Regions from separate parts of the Sus scrofa genome. Here all the other regions are linked to region 2. A link is a contact called in public Hi-C, HiChIP or PLAC-seq and promoter capture Hi-C data. All regions are on one chromosome and are shown on one strand. The core of a region is the stretch at or near the end of the contact, and the rest is flanking DNA. Distances in the headings are between cores, read along the strand shown. Region 1 holds the start of ANKRD13A (ankyrin repeat domain-containing protein 13A). Region 2 holds the start of MLEC (malectin). Region 3 holds the start of RPLP0 (ribosomal phosphoprotein large PO subunit). Region 4 holds the start of SIRT4 (sirtuin 4).

Evidence for each region. Promoter capture Hi-C pulls out the DNA fragments that hold promoters and counts their contacts. Hi-C and Micro-C count contacts between places; a contact is called where the count stands out from the background. HiChIP or PLAC-seq counts read pairs in DNA pulled down with a chosen protein or histone mark.
Region 1: a contact with region 2 is called in an H3K27ac HiChIP or PLAC-seq map of alveolar macrophages. The contact joins the promoter of ANKRD13A here to the promoter of MLEC in region 2. A contact is called at or near these places in 1 of 5 promoter capture datasets (liver) and 1 of 2 datasets of contacts at active chromatin or transcription factors (alveolar macrophages).
Region 3: a contact with region 2 is called in a Hi-C map of mesenteric adipose tissue, with 2.0 times the contacts expected there. The contact joins the promoter of RPLP0 here to the promoter of MLEC in region 2. A contact is called at or near these places in 4 of 47 Hi-C or Micro-C datasets (alveolar macrophages, heart right ventricle, liver and 1 more).
Region 4: a contact with region 2 is called in a promoter capture Hi-C map of fetal liver, with 2.1 times the contacts expected there. The contact joins the promoter of SIRT4 here to the promoter of MLEC in region 2. A contact is called at or near these places in 2 of 5 promoter capture datasets (fetal liver and liver), 2 of 47 Hi-C or Micro-C datasets (liver and skeletal muscle) and 1 of 2 datasets of contacts at active chromatin or transcription factors (alveolar macrophages).

What each region holds. Positions count from the first base shown.
Region 1 is chr14:40,994,563-40,997,598 of Sscrofa11.1, reverse strand. It overlaps ANKRD13A (ankyrin repeat domain-containing protein 13A), which reads left to right and starts at 1,717. Exons shown (of 15, transcript XM_021074290.1): 1 at 1,717-1,827. GIT2 (ARF GTPase-activating protein GIT2) reads right to left here and starts at 1,613. Exons shown (of 18, transcript XM_003483442.4): 1 at 1,405-1,613. The coding sequence starts at 1,456.
Region 2 is chr14:40,600,282-40,603,538 of Sscrofa11.1, reverse strand. It overlaps MLEC (malectin), which reads right to left and starts at 1,557. Exons shown (of 5, transcript XM_001928694.6): 1 at 1,146-1,557. The coding sequence starts at 1,371.
Region 3 is chr14:40,222,372-40,225,802 of Sscrofa11.1, reverse strand. It overlaps RPLP0 (ribosomal phosphoprotein large PO subunit), which reads left to right and starts at 1,860. Exons shown (of 8, transcript NM_001098598.1): 1 at 1,860-1,884; 2 at 2,130-2,231; 3 at 3,143-3,318; 4 at 3,419-3,431. The coding sequence starts at 2,178.
Region 4 is chr14:40,288,547-40,291,969 of Sscrofa11.1, reverse strand. SIRT4 (sirtuin 4) reads right to left here and starts at 1,682. Exons shown (of 5, transcript NM_001114270.2): 1 at 1,624-1,682. LOC102165911 (a long non-coding RNA gene) reads left to right here. Exons shown (of 4, transcript XR_002338550.1): 3 at 2,011-2,058.

The DNA.
Region 1 (3,036 bases), core at 468-2,967, 390 kb before region 2:
AGAATCAAACATCACAGAAGGTTCAACCGAAAAGAGGCAAGAAAATAAGGAAGTGGAACAAATAACATTTTTAGAGAATACGATGGAGTTTGTATAACACATTAACTTGGTTTCTAAAACACCTCTTTTTAAACTCCTCCACCCGTCTCCCTATCTTCAAAGGAAACCGGTAACCCCACTTACATTATAGAGGCCATGAAATAACCACATAAGGTTTGAATTATCATAGTACTATTTAAAAATCAGTCTCCACTTCCATCTGACAAGACAAAGTTTGGAACAGTCGCAAAAACACTGGTGCGCAATGGTTTCATTAAGATTGTTTACTGGATGCTGTGGTGCCATTTTACCTTTTGAATTACTTCAAATTCAAAGCAGAAAAATACAAGCACTGAGAACAGTACAGAGACCTGTCAACTCAGTTCCAACTGCTAAGACGAAAACTACACATGGGAGGTTTAGTTTTGGCCTTTCAGTGCTGCCATATGCCTATATTGCCTAAATGCCCAAATGGGTCTACTTGTCAGTGATGTGGTGTGTGTTGGTTTTGTAAGCTGTAATTAATGCATGATTTAGAAATTCAACTATAGTTTTAAGGGACTGTAAAGGTTCTGTACACAATAGGGGAAAAAAATTTAAATGAGATGATGCTAAGAATATTCACTGAATCTTCCCTACCGCTAAGCACCATACTCCCCATTATCCCCATCGGAAAAATGAGGAAATGAAGACTCGGCCAAATGAAGTCACCAGCCCAAGGTCACCCAGAGGGAACATCTAGTTTGAACTCAGACGGTTCAGATCTCAGAACCTGAGCCAAGCATTGCCTCCCAAGTGCAGGTGGCGTTTGCAAGACCCCGACATCCTGGAGACTCTCTGCCGTGGAGCGGGAGTCGGGATGCCAGAAATGGCGAAATCGTCCATGGGGGTCCTCTGGCGAGTCTCAGTGGAGGGAAGGGGTGAGCGTCGCCCACTACCAGCAGGGCGCCTCCGGGGACGGGGGTCTTGGGTGACTGTGGGAAGGGGGTGGTGACACCTGCAGTCTCTGGGGGCCGCAGCCGGGAAGACGCTCGCATTTTACTTCTGTAATTGGCCTTCCTGTGGATTGCCCAAGCCCCTTCCTGTTAGGAAAGCGGCTCCGACCCCACCGCCTCCCCGGACGGCCTGGGACAGAGTGAACGAAAGGGAAAGGAGGGGCGGGAGGGCGGCGGCCCCCTGCCCGCCCGGCTCTGACAGGCCAGGGGCAGGTTCTGCCCCAAGACCGCCCCCCTTCCTCCTCGTCGTGACCCCAGGCATGGGATGCAGAGGTCGACTGCCGGGACCCGCCCGGCTCGAGGGGCGGCCCCGGGGCAGGGGTCCTGGCCAGGAGAGCTGAGGGGAGCGGGCCCGGCTGATGAGACTCACCTGGCCCGCTGCAGTCAGCGCACACTTCGCTGCTCCGGAGCCGCTTCGACATGGCTCCCGCCTCCCACCTGCCGGGAACCTGGGGCCCCGAGACAGCGAAGGCGGCGGCGGCGGCGGCGGCGGCGGAGGCGCTTCCGCTCTAACGGGTCCCAGCGGCGGCGCTGGCGGCAGCGCCTCTCCCTGAGCGCCTCGCAGCCGCGGCCCAGCACGCACGCGCGGGGAGGCACCCTTTGGCAATAGGCAGATCATGTGACCGGAAAGGGCACGCTGCCCTGTCGCCATATTGAGTGAGGGCAAGGATCTTCCGTCCTGCTTCCAAATTTTCTGTAATTTGTCTCCCTCTCCAGAAGAAATTCGCTTCTTCCCAGCACTGATTAATACCAAATCTAGTAACCAGAAGTCTGCAGCTGCAACCTGCCTGAGGTAATCAGTAGTCAAGTCATTTCGCATAACTTTGGCCAAGTTCATTTATATATTCTTTCCTTTATTCAGCAAATTACACACAGTGTTCCAAGCAGTGAAGAAAGAGTAGTGAGCCAAGAGGACAAAATTTCCTGTCTTTATGGAGCTAACATTCAATTGTGCTAGATCTACAATAAGTAAAATAAGGGTATATTATGTGTTTCCTTATGCTGCAGTTTTAATATAATCTGCTAGAGGAAGATAATGTGTATCTACCGCTAGCCTACAATTTTCTTTTGTATGGCTTGCACCTAAAAATGATTTTCATAGTTTTATTTTTTTGTTTTTGTTGTGTTTTGGCATGTGGAAGTTTCAGGGCCGGGATGGAACTGGAGCCATAGCAATAATCGAGCCACAGCAGTGACAACTGAGTCCTTAATTGCTCGGCCATCAACTCTTAATTTTTACTTGTTTTGTTGTTTTTTAGGCCATATGGAGGTTCCCAGGTTAGGGGTAAATTGGAGCTACAGCTGTCAGCCTACACCACAGCCATAGCAATGCGGGATCCCAGCTGCACCTGTGACCTACCCACTAGCCCACAGCAACACCAGATCCCGGACCCACTAAGCGAGGCCAGAGATCAGACCTGCATCCTCAGGTTTACTGGTTGGATTCCTTTCCACTGCACGACACAGGGAACTCCTAATTTTTACATTTTTGAAGGATTGTAAAGAGGAAGGAGAAGAGGGAAAGGATGAATATTTAACAAAACTCATATATGAAACGTATAGCTAAATATTTACTGTCTGGCTAAGAACAAATGGAATAATTCACAGAAGAGTGTGGTATGCTTGCCTCAGAGTGAACCCTCATTAATAGTAGCCTCTTGAAGTTCCCGTCGTGGCGCAATGGTTAACGAATCCGACTAGGAACCATGAGGTTGCAGGTTCAGTCCCTGCCCTTGCTCAGTGGGTTCACGATCCGGCGTTGCTGTGAGCTGTGGTGTAGGTTGCAGACTCGGCTCGGATCCCACGTTGCTGTGGCTCTGGCGTAGGCCGGTGGCGCAGCTCCAACTAGACCCCTAGCGTGGGAACCTCCATATGCTGCGGGAGCGGCCCAAGAAATAGCAAAAAGCAAAAAAAAAGTAGCCTCTGTTATTATTGGAATTTGATATTACTATTATTTCTTAATCACAATTTTGAGGATAACGATAGATAACCTAATATACAG
Region 2 (3,257 bases), core at 308-2,807:
AGGACATTGCAATTAACTTGGAAGAATTTAAGTTAAACCCTTTAGGAAAGGCAAGATCCAAATCTGGGCATCGTGGGGGGAAAAAAAAAGAGAGAGAGAAAGTCTGTCTCCTAGTTTTCTGGAGATGGCGTATTGCCGATTTGGCAGCTTCTGAACCCAGCATACAGCATAAATCTCCTTCCAACACATGAAGCAAGAACTTCCTTCTTAAACCTGTTTTCCAATCCTACTGACAGAAGACAGAGAGTCCAGAGCAGATATTCCCAGAGTCGTCTGGCATGACCTACATCATAAGGCCCTGGTGCAGAAACCTGGGTTTAATCTACAGGTCTAAAATTTTCATTTTTCACCCGCTCTCCTGGCAGTTCTTACACTGACTTTGAGAACTGTTCGGCTCTGTAAAAATGACTGCTGTTCTATCAATTAAATCAAATCATTTTCCCCATAAGATGGAATCACACCTCTCAAGACCACTGAGGGTAGGTTCTCTGCACTGGCGGATAGAATATTCGGATCTTACACTGACTGACCCAGTTGAAACACCACCAGCCTCCTGCGCAGTAAGGTTTCAATATAACCACCCTCTAGGGAGGGCCTGCAGCTTCTACTTTTAAGCACACACACCCTCCTCGCTCCAAAGGGGGGTGGGGGAGGAGGCTACAATCAAAACTTTCCTGGCCTATCCTCTTCAAAATTCCTTTTTTTTCTGGCTAAGAATCAAGCCCAGCTCCTGCACAAGAGATAAGAAAAGTGGCCGATTTCTGGGTCGGCAGGAATCTACCAGAAACTGACTTGAAAGGAGAGCAAAACCACCAGGAGAGAGACACCGATAACCGAAAAACCTGTGAGGCCTCGAGGTGGCAATAGGCCGCCCTCGTCTTTACTTTCCCAGCTCCCGTGGAGGTGAGAGGTTACGAAAATGCAGAGTGCGAGGTCCAAATATAACTTCTCGCCAACTCTGACTCTAAGGCTCTTGGTAGCTTCAAATCAGCACCAAGCTCTGGGCTCTTATCGGGTCACCGAGGAAACAGTAGAGAGAAACTTCACTCCAGAGACGTGGCTTGGGCTTGGGGCCCGCAGCCCTCGGCGTGCTGCGCCCGGCAACGCAGGCCCAGGATCCAGAGACTCTACCGAGGGGCTCTCACCTCGGCCCACCCGGCCTTCCAGAGGGTCCTTGCGGAAGTGGATCCCGTGCACGTCCACATGCGCCTCCCCGCCCGCGTTAACGGCCCAAATCACGCTCTCGGGCAGCCCGGCCCCCGCCAAGCCAACCACGCCGAACCCCGGCTCCCGGAGCGCCGGCAGCAGCAGGAGGAGCAGCAGTCGCAGGAACGCCACAGCGGCTCCCTCAACCGCCCGGGCGCCCAGCATGGCGGCCACCACAGCGGGGGCAGCCTCCGCCGAGCCTAGTTCTCAGCCGGCCGCCAGGCCGCCCCGGACTCAGAAAAACAGCGCCACGGGCCGCTGTGCCTCAGCTGCTGGGGACATGTCGCTCTCAGGCCTCTTTCTCAGCCACGGTGCCGCCTCCCACCTTGGGAACAACCTACCCCAGCGCCCAGCCCCCGGCCACGACCCTGCATCCAATCAGCGCCCAGCCCTCATTAATTATCCACCACCCCGCCGGGAGGCATCCTCCCATTGGCTGCCACACGCGAGAAGGGGCGTGGCTACTCCCAGGCGCCAGCCCAACCATCAGGCACGAGAGGGAGCGCGCGCAGAGGTTGGGAGTTCGGTTGAAGCGGCGGTTCAGTGCGGAAGTGGTAGGGTGCAGCGCCCAGGCGGCCCCGGAATTCCGCAGCTGAATAAGAAAGGTGGACTGGGGGGAAGGTTTAGGGTAGGGCGCACTGACACGTCGCCAGCACTTCCGGTGCTCCAGATTTGGGGGACTGAATAGGTTCCTGAGGGGGCGTTACTGACTTTCCCGCCCCCTCTTTCTCTGGGCATAAACATAAGCTCTAGGAAGAGCAGTGGACATCTTCCGACCTGAGACTTAGTCTTTTTCGCTGAGTGAGGCATAAAACCCGTCCTCCCCCAGAAAGGCCACAAGCACAGGTTTTTCAGGGAAAGGGTCCCACGAGGACGAGATCCCGCCCCCACCCCTAAGAGGATTCGGGGCTGGTGGTAGCGTCCAGATAGCCGTCCAATCAGAAGCCTCCAACGCAGCGGAAACGCGTGGCTTTTGGGGGCGGGGCTCCAGGCTACCCGGGTTTCCATGGCGACAGCTGTGAAGGGGCGGGGCTGGGGCTTTCCCGGCCCAGGCAAAGGGACCGGAGGGCGCTTCTCTAGCTGGAGGTTCAGCAAAGGCTTGATCACTGGTCCCACCCTGCTCTGGCAGTTTATCCAGCGCTCTCCTCCCTTCGCGATCCCTTTGCCGTGGTCGCTGCCAGAACTCCCACCTCTCGGATGAACTGTGTCTCAGGAGCCGAGTATTGCCCAAGGGATCACATCGCAAGTTTAGGGCGGAGCCAAAGCAAAATCCCGTTTGTTCCACAAATATTTATCGAGACCCTTCTGCTAGATTTAGCAGATAAAACACAGGAAGCCCAGTTAAATTTGAATTTCAAATAAGTGGAACATACTTAAGCTAAAAATAATTTATTGTTTGCCTAAATTCAAACTTAACAGAGTTTTTTTGCTTTTTATCTGACAACCCTGCCTACTACCTGCCAGGCAATTTGTTTTGTGCAACGACGAACGAAATCACACCCAGGGTCCAAAATGAGAATCACAGCCCCGGGAGTTTCCGGTGTGGCTCAGCGGGTTAAGAACCTAACAGTAGTATCCACGAGGATGCAGTTGGATCCCTGGTCTTGCTCCTTGGGTTAAGGATCAAGCATGCTTTGGGGCACATATGGCAGCGAACTTCCATGTGCCACAGGTACTGCCCTAAAAAGAAAAAAAGAGTTCCATCCTGGCTCAGAGGAAATAAATCTGACTAGTATACATGAGGACAGACACAGGTTCAATCCCTGCCTTCACTCACTGGGTTAAGGATCTCGTGTAACTGTGGCTGTGGTGTAGGCCGGCAGCTGTAGCTCTGATTTGACCCCTAGCCTGGGAACCTCCATTTGCTGTGGGTGTGGCCCTTAAAAAAAAGAGAGAGAGAGAATCACAGTCCTGATTCAAGTTTCGTTAGAACAGAGATTAGTGCTCTAAATCAGAAAAGTGGGGTAACAAAATGGAGTATAAGTGGGGGATTTAAATGCACCTGAAGAGATAAATAAATAAATGGCCCTGAATTCCTTGCTCAGCCCTCA
Region 3 (3,431 bases), core at 611-3,110, 380 kb after region 2:
TGATACAGGTACAATTTTTCAAATAAGTGTTGAATGATGAATAAAATAAGCTGACATCCGGGAGTTCCTGTTGGGGCTCAGTGGTAACGAACCTGACTAGTAACCATGAGGATGAGGGTTTGTTCCCTGGCCTTGCTAAGTGGGTTAAGGATCCAGCATTGCCGTGAGCTATGGTGTAGGTTACAGACATGGCTCAGATCCCGTGTTGCTGTGGCTGTGGCACAGGCCAGCAGCTACAGCTCCAATTCCACCCCTAGCCTGGGAATTTCCACATGCAGCCCCCTGGCCCTAAAAAAAAAAAAAAAATTAAAAAATTAAAAAATTAGGAGTTCCTGTTGTGGCTCAGTGGTTAATGAATCAGACTAGGATCCATGAGGTTGTGGGTTCGATCCCTGGCCTTGCTCAGTGGGTTAAGGATCTGGCGCTGCCATGAGCTGTGGTGTAGGTGGCAGACACCGCTCAGATGCCGTGTTGGTGTGGTTGTGGTGTAGGCCAGTGGCTACAGTGCCCATTAGACCCCTAGCCTGGGAACCTCTGTATGCCCTGGGTGCGGCCCTGGAAAAAGACAAAAAGACAAAAAAATTTTTTTAAATTAAAAAATTAAAAAATAAGCTGACATCCACAGTGATTTCCTCCTACATTCCAGGAATTGTGTTGTCCTAACACATATCTCGCAGTAATCCTCATAACAGTTCTAGAATGTGAATACTATTATCTCCATTTTACAGATAAAGAAACAGAGTCAGCAAGGTGAAATCGCTTCCTGAGATGACACAACCAGCAAGTGGCAGAACAAGAATATGGATCCAGGTTATCTGATTGCAAACCCTGCATTCTTTTCTTCAACAAATATTTAGCATATGCCTATTATGCCAGGTATAAGGCAAAAATAGAGACACGAAACAATGTAACAAATTATATAGTGTGCTGTGTAAGTGCTATAGGAACAGAGGAAAGAGGGAGTGGAAGTGGGTTTTCTTTTTTTTGTCTTTTCTAGGGCGTGCAGCATATGGAGGTTCCCTGGCTAGGGGTCGAATCGGAGCTGCAGCCAGCAGCCTACGCCAGAGCCACAGCAACGCGGGATGCGAACCGCGTCTGCGACCTACACCACAGCTCTAGGCAACGCGGGATCTTTAACTCACTGACGGAGTGCAGGGATCAAACCCGCACTCGAATGCGGGTTTCTAGTCGAATTCGTTAACCATGAGCCACGACGGGAACTCCATATTATTATTTTCCTTTTAGGGGTGGAATGGGGAGCTGCAGCTGCGGATTCGAGCCGCATCTGTGACCTACGCTGCAGCTTGCTGCAAAGCCGGATCCTTAACCCACTGAGCGAGGCCAGGGATGGAACCGGCATCCTCACGGAGATTACGTCTGGTCTTTAACCCGTAGAACCATAATGGAAACTCTGAGACTTAGGTTTTAAAGCATCCCTTTGTTTCCAAAGAGCGAAGAACTGTAGAAGAAACAAGAAACCATTCTGCTTCTCAACCATGTACAATTATTTCTCAGCTCCACGTCATACTCTTCAGCTTGCGACTTGGCCAGGTGACAGAAGGAAACGTGGACTCAGGTCACAAACTCTAGCTTCTCTACACGAGAACAGCTCCAGCCCAGCAGAGGGAAGCACCTCTGAGAAACCTCCTTCCACACACAGCAGTGCTTTCTTTAGCTACCGTGTTTAAAGGCAGCGTCCCGTTGGCTGGAGTGGCAGCGATACCATCCAATGGCTGCATAGATCAACCCAGCTTCTCCAGACAGACGTTGAAGCCAGCCAATAGGCGGGGGCGCTGTCTGCGGCTTTGGATTGGCTGTTTTGTTCACATATAAAAGACTCGCGCCGGCGTACAGCCCTCCTCTCGCCAGGCGTCCTCGTGTGAGGTCTGTTCGTCCGCTGTGGTAGCGTAGGGGACTGGCGGCGGGAGAAATGAGGCTTTCGGGTATATTTTCGGGGGCCGCGGGGTCCAGGCCTCTCTGGCCTGGGGCTCCGCTGGCGGCAAGTCCAGGGCCCGTTCGGGCCGCCGGGCGCGGGAGAGTGGTCTCCTCCCCTAGGCCTCGGGTTTGGAGCCCGCCGCTCCGTGGGGACGCGTGTTGGAGTATGCTGAATTTTCTCTCTTTTTTCTCAGTGACATCGTCTTTAAACCCTGCGTGGCAATCCCTGACGCACCGCCGTGATGCCCAGGGAAGACAGGGCGACCTGGAAGTCCAACTACTTCCTTAAGATAATCGTAAGTGCGGGGTAGGTCTCGGCCGCCCACTGTGGTGCCTTGCCCGGGGCAGTAATAGGGACAACCAGCGGCCAGGTGCTGAGTGCCTGCAGGTGGCCAACCATCAAATTAGGTCGTTTTAGGCAAGTCTTCTTTAATCTTAATAATTTCCTGAGGTCAGCGTTCCTCTGCTTCCTTGTGTTGCAGATAAACAGGCTCAGGCAGGTTAAATGGCTCTTAAGAGTACTTCTAAAGATCTCTGGTCATACTTTTACTTTTTTGTATCCATCTTTGGGGAAGTCTGAGGCACTGAATGATTCATTATAAAGAGGCAAGTTGCTGCAGATTTAGATCCTGTCAAGAAACTAATTCAGTGAATGTTTTCTTTTGGGTGGCCTTGAGGTGGGTCTTCGCTGCCCAGAATTGTTGATCATCAGGTCATGCTGCTCTTTAGGCGTTAGGCAGCTTTGTGGACCTTAGTCCATTATGTTTTCCATTTTTCATGATTTTGAGACAAAAAACTTAAAGGAATTTTTCAATGATCCATACTTGAAACCTAAATTCTACAAGTAATGTTTTGCTGTGTTTGCCTTACTTTGTATTTTCAAAACTGGGTTTTGTTAATGCAGCCATTTTAGTGGATCAGAAACATGCCTTAATTGAGAAAAATTAAGAATGGAAGCTACAATTAAACCTTTGGGTTGAATGTAGAAACATGATCTTACCATTCATACCCCACAAGCAAATCTTAGGCAAATCTGGCTCTCACAGCTCAGGTGCCTGCTAGTAGGAGGAATTGTCTTAACCTCAGACATTTGAAAAGCATAAAAAGGAGTGAGTGAAACGGAAACTTGAGATTGTGGGATTTGGTTTTTCTTGATCCTTTCTTTTTCCTTCTGTTAACATTGCTCGTGTCTGGCTTGTTTGGGCAGCAACTTCTGGATGATTATCCGAAATGCTTCATTGTGGGAGCAGACAATGTGGGCTCCAAGCAGATGCAGCAGATCCGCATGTCTCTCCGCGGGAAAGCCGTGGTGCTGATGGGCAAGAACACCATGATGCGCAAGGCCATCCGAGGGCACCTGGAAAACAACCCAGCCCTGGAGAAGTCAGTCATTCCTCCTGGGCATCTTTGTCCATCCTTCTCCCTTTTCCTGGAGAAGAATGGTGCTCAAAGTTAACCGTCTCTTGTAAACTTCTCTTTGCAGACTGTTGCCTCAC
Region 4 (3,423 bases), core at 433-2,932, 310 kb after region 2:
ATGGAAATTAACTATGGCTGGCAAATCTGCCAAGGCTTTCTGCATCCAAGGGAAACTGTATATCTTGGTTTCCTAAAAAAAAGAGGGGGGGCTCTAAAAAATAAAGTCTACTTTAAAAAAGAGAAAGGTCAGAGTTCCCACCATGGTGCCATGGGTTAAGAATCCAACTGCAGTGACTCGGATCACTGCAGAGGTGTCGGTTCGATTGCCAGCCCAGTGCAGTGGGTTAAAGGATCCAGCATTGCTGCAGCTGTGCATGGATCACAGCTGTGGCTGGGACTCAGTCCCTGGCCTGGGAACTTCCATATGCCTTGAGTGTGGCCATAACATTTTCTAAAAATTAAAAATAAATAGAAAATAGGAGAAAGGTAAAGTAAAAAACTGATAAAACAGGAATTCCTATTGTGGCTCATCAGTAACGAATCTGACTAGTATTCATGAGGACATAGGTTCGATCCCTGGCCTTGCTTAGTGGGTTAAGTATATGGCATTGCTGTGGCTGTGGCATAGACCTGACAGCTACAGCTCCAATTCGACCCCTAGCCTGGGAACATCCATATGCCGCACGTATGGCCCTAAAAAGCGAAAAAAAATTGATAAAGCACAATTCTAGCATAACATTAGGCCTATTCTGTCTCTCCTAGTAACACCTGGCTGGTCAGCAATGAATTTCTTATAAACTTCAAAAGGTTAATGGCCTACCCCAGTATCTTTTAAGACCGTCAATAGCTCGGTGTTAATCCACTTGTGACATCTAAAGATGCCTCTATCAGAGGAATACATTTATATTTTTAGTTAATAACACCCCTTGGGGGAACTGTGTGTCCCATAAACCTACTTCCCATTTTATTTTATTTTTTTATTTTTTTGTCTTTTTGTCCTTTTAGGACCGCACCTGCAGCATATGGAGCTTCCCAGGCTAGGGGTCTAATCAGAGCTACGGCCGCCGGCCTACACCACAGCCACAGCAACGCCAGATCAGAGCTGTGTCTGCAACCTACACCACAGCTCATGGCAACACCGGATCCTTAACCCACTAAGCTAGGCCAAGGATCAAACCCACAACCTCATGGTTCCTAGTCGGATTCGTTAACCACTGAGCCACGATGGGAACTCCTGCTTTGCCTTTTTGTCTTTCTTTCTTTCTTTCTTTTTTTCTTTTTCTTTTTGCCATGCCTGCAGCATGTGGAAGTTCCTGCACCACAGCAGCAACCTGAGCCACTGCAGTGACAAGGCTGGATCCTTAACCTGCTGTGCCACAAGGGAATATCTACTCCACCTTTTCTAGTTGTGAAAACAAGGCTTTGACATATTGCATGGTCAAATGCAGAAATTCTCTAGTGACGTGTACCCCATATGTAAACATTATTTCATGCTGAGCTTTCCAAATCTGGGATCAGGACTCTGATTTCTCCTTGACACACCACAGCAACACGTGAACAGCTAGACAAATACATAATCTGGATTCCTGAGACCAAAGGGCTTGGGAAATCCCTTTGAAAACGCTCTGTTGGAACAGCTGCTGTCTCCCAGTTCCCACCAAAGGGCAAAGAAGAGAAATGGTATCCCTTACGAGAAATCCACAATTTTTAGAAACCTGCAGCCTGAACAGAACACACTTACCTTTCACAGTTTAAGGGACACTCCACACCCGGCAGTGGGACTGACTGACTATATTTGCATTTTGGGAAATGTAGTGCATGAAGCCGAAATGATGCAAAAAAAACTACAAGTCCCACAATTCTATGGGCTTCCCATTTGAGGGCCCCATATTGTCCCATAGCGCCTCTGTCGGCCCATTCTGGTCAGAGGTTTCCAACCTTCGTTTGCAAAGTGTGCTTTTCCAAAGCCAACAAGCCTATCATCTGTTTGAGAAGTGGTTAAGAGCTTGGACGCTACTGTCCTGGGTGCAATGTAGTACATCCAAATAGCAATAACTTAGGAATTCATTTTCTCTTAAGCTAGAAGCTTTAATACTGGATCTAGATTTTTTTTTTTTTTTCTTTTCAGGGCCGCTGGGAAGTCATCCATGGAGGATGAAGTTACCCAAGACAGCTGGTGAATCACAATTTCCCTTGATAGATTCTGACAGGGTGTATTGAGCCACCAATCAAGACTTTCTTGGAGTTTCCATGGCTCAGCAGTTAACAAACCTGGCCAGCATCCGTGTGTGAGGACACAGGTTTGATCCCTGTCCTCGTTCCGTGGGCTAGGGATCCAGTGTTGCTGTGAGCTGTGGTGTAGGTCACAGATGCAGCTCGGATCCCATGTTGCTGGGGCTGTGATATAGGCCGGTGGTTACAGCTCCAACTGGACCCCTAGCCTGGGAACCTCCATATGCCTGTGGGTTTAGCCCTACAAAGACAGAAAGCCAAAAAAAAAACACATTCTCAAGGGCTGAGAAATTCTTTGGATGATCCTAGTTTTTTTATTTCTCATGACTCGACCACACCACAAATTAGTGACAAAGTTCTTGATTGGATCAAAGTAAATTACTCTAAATTAATCAAATTGCTAGTATTCCCCCCCCACCCTGGCAGTTATGGATGTGAAAAAAAATTAATTACCCATCAGCATCAAACAGACCTTTTATGTCATGTTTTTTTCCTTTTTAGTCCCACACCTGTGGCATAAGGAAGTTCCTGGGCTAGGGCTTGAATTAGAGCTGCAGCTGCCAGCCTACACCACAGCTTGTGACAATGCTGGATCCTTAATCCATTGAGCAAGGCCAGGGACCAAACCTGCATCCTCATGGATACTAGTCAGGTTCTTAACCTGATGAACCACAATGGAAACTCCTTATGTCATTTTTTTACATCTAGTCAATGACTACATAAATGGTCATTAAGCAATACTTTGAATGTTTCATGTTTAAAATTTTCATAATAAAATGCTGGAGGAAATGTCATTTTCTTGGAGACTACTATTTGCATCTTATTTAGTAGCAAAAAACAAGTCTTTTGGAGAATATAGTTCAGAGCTGAACCAAGTCTAGGCACATGTTTCTAGTAGCTTTTGACTTGCCAAGGCAATGAGAGTGAAAGTAACTTCAAACTCATGAATTGTGGGCATTTCTGTGGAAATAGCCTCTTTCAGCCTCTCTCCTCTGAATTAAGGTGTCTACAGAAAACCCTTTGAGGTTAAACAGAGAATTACCACATGATCCAGATATTCTACTTCTAGGTAGATACACCCAAAAGAATTGAAAACAAGGACTCAGACTGATATCTCTGTGCTGCTGTTCATGGAAGTATTGTTACAGCCAAATCGTGGAAGCAATGTCCTGTCAATCAAAGAATAAATGGATAACAAAATTCCATACGATAGAATATCAGCCCTAAAAAGGAATGAAATTCTGAAATATACCACAACATGGATGGGCTTAAAAACATTCTATGAAATAAGCCATGCACAAAAGATTAA